Linked DNA regions of Sus scrofa: region 2 is linked to region 1. The links are chromatin contacts, called in public Hi-C maps. All regions are on one chromosome and are shown on one strand. The core of a region is the stretch at or near the end of the contact, and the rest is flanking DNA. Distances in the headings are between cores, read along the strand shown.

Evidence for each region. Hi-C and Micro-C count contacts between places; a contact is called where the count stands out from the background.
Region 2: a contact with region 1 is called in a Hi-C map of heart right ventricle, with 7 times the contacts expected there. The contact joins two enhancer-like sites. A contact is called at or near these places in 7 of 47 Hi-C or Micro-C datasets (alveolar macrophages, brain, embryonic fibroblasts and 4 more).

What each region holds. Positions count from the first base shown.
Region 1 is chr4:72,042,026-72,047,057 of Sscrofa11.1, reverse strand. The region is part of intron 15 of ASPH (aspartyl/asparaginyl beta-hydroxylase); the gene reads right to left. Among named protein-coding and RNA genes, the nearest start is that of ASPH, 140 kb to the right of the region's middle. Within about 2 kb of position 3,092, at least 2 of the 83 cell types and tissues checked have an H3K27ac peak or open chromatin away from gene starts, as enhancers often do.
Region 2 is chr4:72,927,021-72,932,761 of Sscrofa11.1, reverse strand. No RefSeq gene overlaps it. Among named protein-coding and RNA genes, the nearest start is that of RAB2A, 48 kb to the right of the region's middle. Within about 2 kb of position 1,286, at least 8 of the 83 cell types and tissues checked have an H3K27ac peak or open chromatin away from gene starts, as enhancers often do.

The DNA of each region.
Region 1 (5,032 bases), core at 1,843-4,342:
TAAGCAATGGGAAATATTAGAGCCTGTTTCTAAGCTGATAAGAAAGTCCCAGGAGAGGGGGCACATCTGATGATGCAGGGGACCCAAAATTAGAATGATGTCTTTCAGTAGGTGAGAACAGTTCATCCATGAGAACAGGGACCAAAATACTGGGGTGGGAAGAGAGGGGAGAACATGTAAAATGGTTTTGGAAATCCATCAGATTTAGTTGACTACAATTTGAAGATGACCATTTGAGAAAATGTGATATAGATGCTAAAAGAAGTATACGTGGTTTTTTTTCCCTTAGATTATCCTATTTAGCATTTTTACCATGTTAAAATAAAGTACGTTCTGTAGGCAATATATAGATTCCTACAGAAGCAAAATAAAGCATAATCCCACATGGAGTTCCCATTGTGGCGCAGTGGTTAATGAATCTGACTAGAAACCATCAGGTTGCAGGTTCGATCCCTGGCCTTGCTCAGTAGGTTAAGGATCCAGCGTTGCCGTGAGCTGTGGTGTAATTTGCAGACTCGGCTGGGATCCTGCGTTGCTGTGGCTCTGGTGTAGGCCGGTGGCTACAGCTCCAATTCAATCCCTAGCCTGGGAACCTCCATATGCTGAGGGAGCGGCCCAAGAAATGGCAAAAAGACAAAAAAACAAAACCAAAACCATGATCCCACAATGTGAGGACATAGTAAGAAAATGATCCATCCCTACCTGACCCCCAAATGAAAAACTAACAAGAACCAGGACAAATGGATAAAAATAAGATATCTGTGGGAAGCTTTTCAGAAAATACCACATCAAAGAAATCACTTATTGGAGCTGCTGTCATGGCTCAGTGGTTAACGAAACCGACTAGGAACCATGAGGTTGCGGGTTCGGTCCCTGGCCTTGCTCAGTGGGTTAAGGATCCCACGTTGCTGTGGCTGTGGTGTAGGCCAGTGGCTACAGCTCCGATTGGACCCCTGGCCTGGGAACCTCATATGCCGTGGAAGTGGCCCCAGAAAAGGCAAAAAGACAAAAAAAAAAAAAAGAAATAACTCATTAACATGCACTGATAAGGATAAGTTTCCTAAGACGAAGAGGGCTGGAATTGAAGTGTGGTGACAGACAATGATGGACTTATGATAAAGGAAAATTGATGGGATGAAACTCTGTAGGTTAGAAAAGGGCAATTCACCTGTGCCTGACAGATAAAAGCTTCCACATATACAACAATCTTTTCATATCTGCAAATGGTCTCCAGAATAGACATATCTACCAAGAGAGAAAATCCAATGTCAGTGACCCATACTGGTCATCCTGCTTCGTGGCCTTCCATATATTCACATCCTGGCTTTTCTGTTTAGGCATCAGTTTCTTGTGAGTTTGGCTATAGTGAGTTAACTCCCCAAAACATGACTGTTCATAAATGATGTCACAGAATGCCAGTCCTAGAGCTGAGAGAGCCCTTTTGAGGCCATCTCGTTTGCCTTCTTCATCTGGCAACCCCTTGGAGCTACCAAACAGATCCCAGGACTGAAGGTTTTTCAAGATCAGTGCAAGGACAAATGCCTACCAAAACATCATTCTCTATAGAGAGAGTAATACATATCTTTACTAAACTCAATCTGAAATGAGAAAATGATGATACAACTACACACTTCGTTCCTCTGTCCCCACCCCTGATCCTCAAGTCCTTCATCTGAATGAAGTATAAACATTTTAGAACCTCCAGGGTTGGAAAATATCAGTATTAAAATGGCACATAATTTTTTAAATCTCTTGTAGAAAACCGATAGGCTTTGCTCTGAAAAATCAAAATTGATTTTGATCAATTTAGCACACGTAGATAAATGATTTGTGCTGAAACTGAACATTTGTTTCAGGATGTTAACATCACAAAGCGTTTTGATTGGAAACAACTCCCGATCCAACCTTTCTAAGAGGTATGGCATATCTTGCCTGAGAGGCATTAACGATTTGTGTAAGATAATAAAGTGAATTGAGCTCATAATTTAATATTTTGTGTCTGATGATCAGGGAACTCGGTCAAAATTGATTTTTACAGTAATCCAAAGATTAAGACAATATCAGCGCTATTTTAGAAATGACAAATACTATAGTTTCTATTTAACTTAATGTTGCGGAATTTTAAAAATGTGTTGGGATATTCCATTGACTGTTTAATCTGCTGACAAAGAGTGAAAAAGCCATCGTATTCCTCCCTATGAAATCCATCCTCTGTAGAACTTTTTTCTAAAACTCTTATGAATTTAAAGTTTCTGTTAAATTGTCTATTAAACCTTACTTTACCATGCTTAAATTGTGTACTGATGTTAATAGCAATAACACTTTGTAGCATAATAGTTCAGAGATAAGAAATATTGCTGGGGCGTAAATCTCAAATTCTTACTGTTAAATAAGAGTATAAATACAGCCTCTGCCTTGTGCAAAAAGTACCGCATTACTTAGACTTTGGTACCTGCAATTAATATCACATATGAGAAAAATTCTAAGTCGTCAAACATTTTTGCCTTAATTAGCATCTGCCCCAATCATTATTCTCTTGAGTTAACATCCTTTCCTTAATCAAATGATTGTCAGAACTAGTGGCAAAGCACATTACTTATATGAATAGGTGTGATCTTTTGGCAACACACACATATTCTCTTGCTCAATAATAACAATACAATTTAGAAGTTTAGGAGGATTACTGACCAAATTCATTTATAGGAAAAATGCAGTTGCAGTTGCTATAAACCTAGTCTATATTGTACCATGGATAAAAGGAACTTCTTTGCATTAAATTTTCACAAATTTAACTTATTGAAACTGAATTAATACAAATTTAATTAATAAGTTTTTAAAGGGAAGACAGGAAGAACTTAAGTATCTGGATTTTGAGTGGTTGTCACCCTCAGTTCAGAGCAAAACATACTTGTTTTATCTCTAGACGTGTTGGTTTCCGTATGAGTGTCACACCCAAGTGACTGTACTGCCCCCTCCAATGGGGTGTTGGCAGCTTCTCCTGGGTCTGGAAAATTTCTGCAGCTCTGCATCTGTTGTTTCCGGGCAGGGCTGACAGTCTGGTCTCCGAGGCAGGCTGGAGGAGCTCAACTGCCTGACACTTGCACATCAGCCTCGGCTTTCATCCTGGGTTCCAGACCCCAAAACTCCAATGGTCTGCTGGACATGTGCACTTGATTGTGTCATAGGCATCACAAACTTAACAGGACTGAAAGAAAACTCTTGATTGTGCAGCCCCCCAAACCTGTGCCTCTACCCGTCTTCTGGGTCAGTAACTGGCATCTCCTCAGATGGCCGACCCCCAAACCCCAGGGTTGCTCTTGAGTCCTCTCTTCCTGACCCTCACATCAAATCCATCATCAAGTCCTCTTGGCTCCGCCCTTGTCCACTGCCCATCTCCACGGCCATAACCACTGTCCGAGCCAGTGGATCTCAGGTCCCCCATTCTCCTGGCTTCTACTCCGCAAGCTATTCTCCACCCAGCAACCAAAGCAATCGTCATTAAAACAAACAAACAGACAACCAGCCAGGCATGCCATGCACAAACCCTCCAAGGCTCCCACGGCTCAGAGAATTAAACCGCCACCACGTCACCCCTCTCGGCTCAGCCCTCCCTAGTCCCCACAGATAATGCCAAGGCTGAGTCCCGGCATCATGGCCTTTGTCCCCACTGTTCGCTCTGTCTGGACATCTCCTTCCTCGACCTTGTCACATCTCAGCCACTTGTCACCTCCCTTTTTGGATCATCTTATCTCAAGTGTAGTCTGCTGTCACTCAAATACAACATCTGTAAACAAAAAAAAAAATCTTTTTTTTTTTTTTTTTTAATGGCCCACTCCGGGCATATGGAGATATGTCCCCAGGCTAGGGACTGAATATGAGCTATGGCAACACTGGATCCCTTAACCCACTGCACCTTGCCAGGGATTAAACCCCAGCCTCTGCAGTGACCTGAGCCACTGCAGTCGGATTCTTAACCCACGGTGCCACAGTGAGAACGCCAACAGAACATCTTAATGACCTGCTCTGTATTCCATGACTTTCTCTTTGCAGCATGTATTACTATGTGAGATGGTCTAATGTATTTACTTTAACATTTCTAATATTCTTTAAATATATATTTATTCGTAAAGACTTTCAGGGTTTTGCTCTAAGGTCACGTCCGTGGTGAGATATTTTCCTGCCGTCCTATCCAGCACCTCAACCCCCTCACGCATCCTATAGCTGGGCTCTGCCTTGTTTTTGTCTCCTGACAAAGTATCCAGTAGCAAAAGCAATAGATTTTCTATGTCTCATGATTGTCTTCTCCATCACAATGAAAATGCCACATGTTTTGTGGGTGGCTGCAGTGCCTGGAACAGGGCCTGCCACATTTTTATTCACTAAAAAATTGTGAATAAGAAACTTTTAAAATAGCTTCCATTGGAATATAAGATCCACAAGGACAGAGACCCCTAGCGTGTCCTCTAGATAATCCCAGGGCCTAAAACAGTACGTGACCCACAGAGGGTTTCCGCAGCTACAGACAGATGTGGAAAAGCTTCATGAATTGAGGAGCTGGAAAACGGGGAAGGTTCAGTAAGAAAGGAGAAGGTGGAGGTGGCGATGGGAGAAGGGAGGTGGTAAGAAACGAGTCAGCTGATAGAAACTACAGAGAGAACAAAGTCTATCCACTTTATTTTATTTTATTTTACTTTGTCTTTTTAGGGCCACACCCATGGCATATGGAGGTTCCCAGGCTAGGGGTCCAATCAGAGCTGTAGCTGCCAGCCTATGCCACAGCCACAGCAAACACTGGATCCAAGCCACATCTGCAACCTACACCACAGCTCACGGCAACGCCGGATCCTTAACCCACTGAGTGAGGCCAGGGATCGAATCCGAAACCTCATGGTTCCTAGTCAGGCTTGTTAATCACTGAGCCACAACAGGAACTCCCTATTCCACTTTATATTAAAAGAGTCTTTCCTAAGCACCCTCTGCAGGCACCTCTAGCGATAAAACGAGGTTCTTAAAGCCCTAAGGAACCTGAGGT
Region 2 (5,741 bases), core at 37-2,536, 890 kb before region 1:
TCAGTGTGACTCTCAGAGCCCAGGAGCACAAAATTCATGCATAGAATGTGTTGGCACCACTGCTGAATTCAACACTCAGCCAATATGGCTAAGCAACCTGGAAATAATCCATCTTCTCAATCGCTAGTATAATTTTAGTACTTATTTACTACAAACATTGAATTTTGCCTTCAGGCCCCATAGAGAACAGCACTGACAACTTCCAGAAACATATTTGAAATGCCTAACATAGTGTACACAGCCGACTAGAAATGCTCCTAGCATGGAGAACAGGGATGCACAGAAGTGGAGATGATGAGGCCACAAAGCCAAAAGGAAAGCTCTCCAGGTCCCCTTGGCCCTGCCCCACATCCTGCTCCTGACGTGGGACCCAGAAACAGACCAGTAACCCTGACTCTGCAGACTTGAGGCCCCTGTATCTGTTTCGAGGTCAGTGAAACAGGGATTAAAACTATATTGTTCTCGGTGGAGTTCCCATCGTGGATCAATGGATTAAGAAACTGACTAGGATCCATGAGGATTCGGGTTTGATCCCTGGCCTCATTCAGTGGGTCAAGGATCCAGTGTTGCTGTGAGCTGCAGTGTAGGTCACAGATGCAGCTTGGATCCAGTGTTGCTGTAGCTGTGATTCAGGCTGGCAGCTGCAGCTCCAATTTGACCCCTAGCCTGGGAACTTCCATATGCCACAGGTGCAGACCTAAAAATTAAACAATTTAAAATAAAAAATCTACATTGTTTTCGGAATTCCCTGGTGGCTCAGAGGGTTAAGGATCCGACTTTGCCACTGCTGTATCTCGGGTAGCAGCCATGATGCAGGTTAAATCCCTGTCCCAGGAACTTATCCACGCCATGGATGCATAAATAAATAAATACATACATACATACATATACTATCTCTTTCTCTTCTCCTCAAACTGTTGTAAAACAGTAGAAATGAGAGAACTCGAAAATACACTTGGTAAAAGTCATAATAGACTGAATAATATAACTTTAATTTTTAATGGTCAAAATCAATTTAAGTCCATTAAATGAGTAATTTTTATGCTGGCACTGTTTACTGGTATATACGCATTATACCAGATAACGACTGAATGGCTCCTGCGGCAAAAATTCTGTCTTCGGTCCCGTGAGAAGATTCATACCTGTGCTTTCATTGCCCTTAACCCATTTCACTCCCTCCTCATGGCTCTAGATGTCCAGACTGCAGCCTAGAAGATAGAAGAGTGTCATTTTACAGCGAATCGGGAGCAGACTGTAGTACAACACAGGACCACCAGGGGGCAGCATAGACCTGATGCTGCTGCAGACTTCACTAGGTTTTTGCTGTTTGCTTTCTCTAGTCTCAAAGTGACCTCCCTTCCCCCAGGAAAACCTCTCTGTCCTGCAGGTCCTCTCCCTGAGCAGGATTCCAGCTCCTCCTTCCACCCTCTGCAGGGCTAGGGACTCAGCTGCTGGGCAAGGCCCACGTCTTGGTGTTGAGAGGTGGTCCCAGAGAACAAGCGTGGGTAAAGATGTCAGCACTCGCATCACACTCTACAGCCATCAGAACCGACCAAATGTAGGTGGACTCTGAACTCACAACTTCCCACGCCCCAGTTTTTTCTGGAGTGTCCACAAGGGGAAAGAGGCAGCCCCACGATCTGGTGGAGGATGTTAGTAAAAAGCCAAGGAGGAATTCATACTTAACGTTCTTTTGCCTTTTCAAAGGGTTTTGTCTTCGTTCTGATTCCTTATTAGCTAATGATTCTGAACCGTCACCTTCATACTGCAGATAAAGGAGTAAAACATGAGACACCGGGGCTTTAAGGAGGACAAAAGCAGACTCCCAGTCTCCCTCGGCCCATTTGTTGTCCATCCCACAGAGTCCTCCTTCGCAAGCACTACCGCTAATGGTACAAAGAAAACCTGAACCTGGAACCCAGGCGCATTTGGAACCACGTTAGAGGGGTCGTGGTAAGGCAGGAACAGAACTTTGCCTGCCTCCCTCCCTCCCACGGGGTACTCTGCAGCTCCAGAAAGGAGCGCAACCCGTCTGTCAAGCACCGATGTAGCCGGCAGCGAACCCAGGAGGCATCGCTGGACAGATGTGCGGCCACGGGCTTGGAGGGACCACTGCGAGCTCTGCACCCGGCTCCTCCCAAGGTTCCCACGCGCCGACCTCCCATTCAGGCCTGTGATTGATGCTCCTGGACCCCGCCTGGAAATTCTGCCTGAGAGCTCATTATGGGGAATGTCCTGCGTCCACCGGGCAGGGCTGAGTAAGAGGATCGGTAGGTGAGAGCTGGCTATTCACGAGACAGCGGCCTTTGATGCGAGCGGAGCAGAGAGTTTGGCCGAAACTCAACACCTCTTAGAAGCAGAGATTAGTCAAGAGGAAGAAAGGAGAAGGCATTGTGGAAGTTTTCAAGAAGGAGACAAAGATGCCTGTGTTTTGTATCGCTCAGCTGCCTCAAGAAAATGTCCATTTGTTTTCTTTACACTCCTTTTACATTTTAAGTGGAATCTAGTGAATGTGTCTTTTCAGTGTTCCCAATTTCACCGTTTTCTCTACACCTCATGTTGCCATTTTAATGAAGCATCATTTTTCCAGAGGGTGTGGGAACAAAACTTATTTCATGACCTCTCCGAGCAAACACTGAGTTCTTCGAATATTTCCCTGAATGAACACTCCCACCCCACCACTCGCTTCCTCTTTCAAATGCCAGTTTGCCAACTACTGCAAATCCACAAACAGGGCTTTCCTTTACTCTCAAGCCACAGGGCCCCTGTTGAGTCTTGCGGCCTGGGGAGCCCATGAGAAACCCTGGCCCCCGGGGGCCTCAGCTGTGCCCTTGGACGGCTCCATGGCACAGCAGGGATCCCCTTGGAGGCTTGACACCAAATGCGCTGCACTCCTACAACCCAGGGTGATGGGGCTCAGGGGAGACCTGGAATGCCCTAGAAGATTATCCAGTCCCCCCTTGACTTTCAGATGAAGAAACAGAGGTGGGCGGGGGAGCAGAAGCAACAGAGACTACACAGGGTGTCACGGGCTTGGTGGCGGCAGGGAGGATAAGCAGGGTTGGCCCCCTGTGCTTCCCACACCCTCTGCCTCAGCATCACTTAAGGCCCATGTGCAGAGTGCCTATTTCCGAGCTCCTCCCAAACCTACTGAGCTGGAATTTCTGGGGGTGGAGACCAGAAATGTCTATTCCCCAGTCGTGATGCACACTCCCTCTTTTTTTTTGCTTCTGTTTTTTTTTCTCAGTTTAGGACCGCCAAGTGTGGCATGTGGGAGTTCCCAGGCTAGGCGTTGAAGCAGAGCTGCAGCCTATGCCAGCCTATGCCACAGTCACAGCAATGCCATGTTTGAGCTGCATCTGCCACCTACACCATAGCTCGTGGCAACGCCAGATCCTTTAACCCATGGAACAAGGCCAGGGATTGCATCCTCATGGGTACTAGTCAGCTTCTTAACCCACTGAGCCACAACGGGAGCTCCAATGCACACTCGCTTTGGGGGGTAGTAGTAGAAAGAACAAGCTTGGAGTCGGGCAAATCTGGGTTTGAAGTCCATCTTGGCTGCTCCCTAGCTTTGTGCTTCTGGCAAGCTAGTGTGTCTGAACTTCATGTCCTCATCTGTAGCTGGAGAGATGCTGTGAGGGCTACATGGGTCACAGGGTGACGCAGATAGGCACACTCAGGTCCCAGGGCCTGACACTGGAATGCACTCGATCAGCGTCACCTGTTATCTGGATGTGACTGGATTTGTGCCCCAGTGCTCCCATTTATGGACTCTCTGAGGCTGGGCGCATCATTTGTCTCTTCTGAGCTTCAATTTCCTTATCTGCACATGGTGACAATGATAATAACGCCTTCCTGGCATGTTGGAAAGCTTAGATGTAATACTATGTTGCAGTGGCACAGACTGTCACTACTAAACAAAACCACTCTAGGTCTTTCACGTAGATGGAATTCAAGGCAGGGATTTGGTGTCAAAGGGAATGGAAGAGTTGAAGAGCCAAACAGAATCAAGAAGCTATCCTGAGATTGGCTGCTGGCAGGTCAAAGGAAGGTGGTGCTTGGACAGAGCCCAGGAGTCAGAGCCACTAGGTGTGGCAGGAGAGCTGACACCACAGAGAAGAGCCAACTGCAGCTGGCCATGGAGAGCCCACACAAGGCTGACGGGAACAGGGAGAATGGCCTCCTTCCCTGTGTTGTCTCCTTGTCTGGAAAGGGAGAACGCAGAAGATAGGGTGGCCTGGGAAGGACAGCAGAGAACAAGAGGGACCCTGGGTTTAAGAGCAAACAATACAGAGTTCCCACTATGGTGCAGTGGGTTAAGGATCTGGCTTGTCTCTGTGGAAGCACTGGTTTGATCCCCAGCCTGGCACAGTGGGTTAAGGATCTGGCATTGCAGCAGCTGTGGCGTAGGTTGCAGCTCCAGCTCAGATTCGATCCCTGGCCCCGGGAATTTTCATAGGCCATGAGGGCAGCCGAAAAAGAAAAAGGAAAAAGCAAACAATGCCCAGCACACACACATAAAAACCCTGACAAAGACTCAGACACAGAGGAGGTATTCTATGAGTACTAGTCATTGAAACTGTTAACAATGAAATGTAACATCCCAATAAAAAGGCTCTCGATAAGAAAATTACATGTTTGTGAAAAGCCTACCTTTCATTAGTCATATCTGGGTATCATATCTCCAGGGCTGATCACCACATGGAGGAAAAGTGCTGAGATTAGATTCCTAGGTGGGTTTCTAATAAAAATAGATGGAGGCTCAATTGCTTTACATATGAAAACATAAAGAGCATACTATTTCATAAGATATCATAAGGATGTAATGAAGTCACAGATATGAAAGTAGTTTATACACTCCAAGTCCTATACTAAAAACAGGATTCATTTGTACTCTCAAGAAGGGAACATTTTCAAAACACAGCTCTCTGATTTCTCATCACCTACATCCAATCTAATTTTTTTCCAGCTAATTTTCTAAGTTCAAGATTGATTAAGTTTTATAAATTTGTAATTAATTAACAGAGTTCTGATAACAAAAAATGTCTTTGTTTCGGCATGGTGCTTGTGCACAGTTAACTACACTTGATATCTTTACAGTGAAAAATATTCATTTCTGCTCTTTTGGTTTCTTACTTGATTGTTTATTAGCCCAAGCCATGGTGCCAGGCATTGTGAAATTTAACAGTTCTTAACATACTTTTAAGCATTTTTTAAACTTTTCCCCAAAGTAATACATGAACTGCTCAGGCACATTTAATTTTGTTGGTTTTAACAAAGACTGTCCTGGGATGTGGCCAAACTGCCAGCGTGTCCTTGAGCGTCATCCATCACAGAGCAGCTGGCAGAGCTCATCTGGGGCTGGTGAGCCAGGCGTGAGGCCAGGAACCAGCACCAGGTGAGAGAGCAGGCAGTGTGGCCAGGAGCGGGGAGAAGCCGAGGGCAGGTGTGAGGACAGAAAGGCCACCCCGAGGAGCTGGAGCACTTGGAGGCCGAATGGTACCAGAGACCAGTGTGAGCTTTGTGCATTAGCTCAGAAGGGTTCACCTGCAACTTTTTTTTCTTTTTCTTTTTTGCTTTTTAGGACAGCACCCATGTGACATATGGAAGTTCCCAGCCTAGGGATCAAATCAGAGCTGCAGCTGCCAGCCTACACCACAGACACAACAACTTGGGATCTGAGCCAGGTCTGTGACCTACACCACAGCTCACAGCAACGCCAGATCCTTAACCCACTG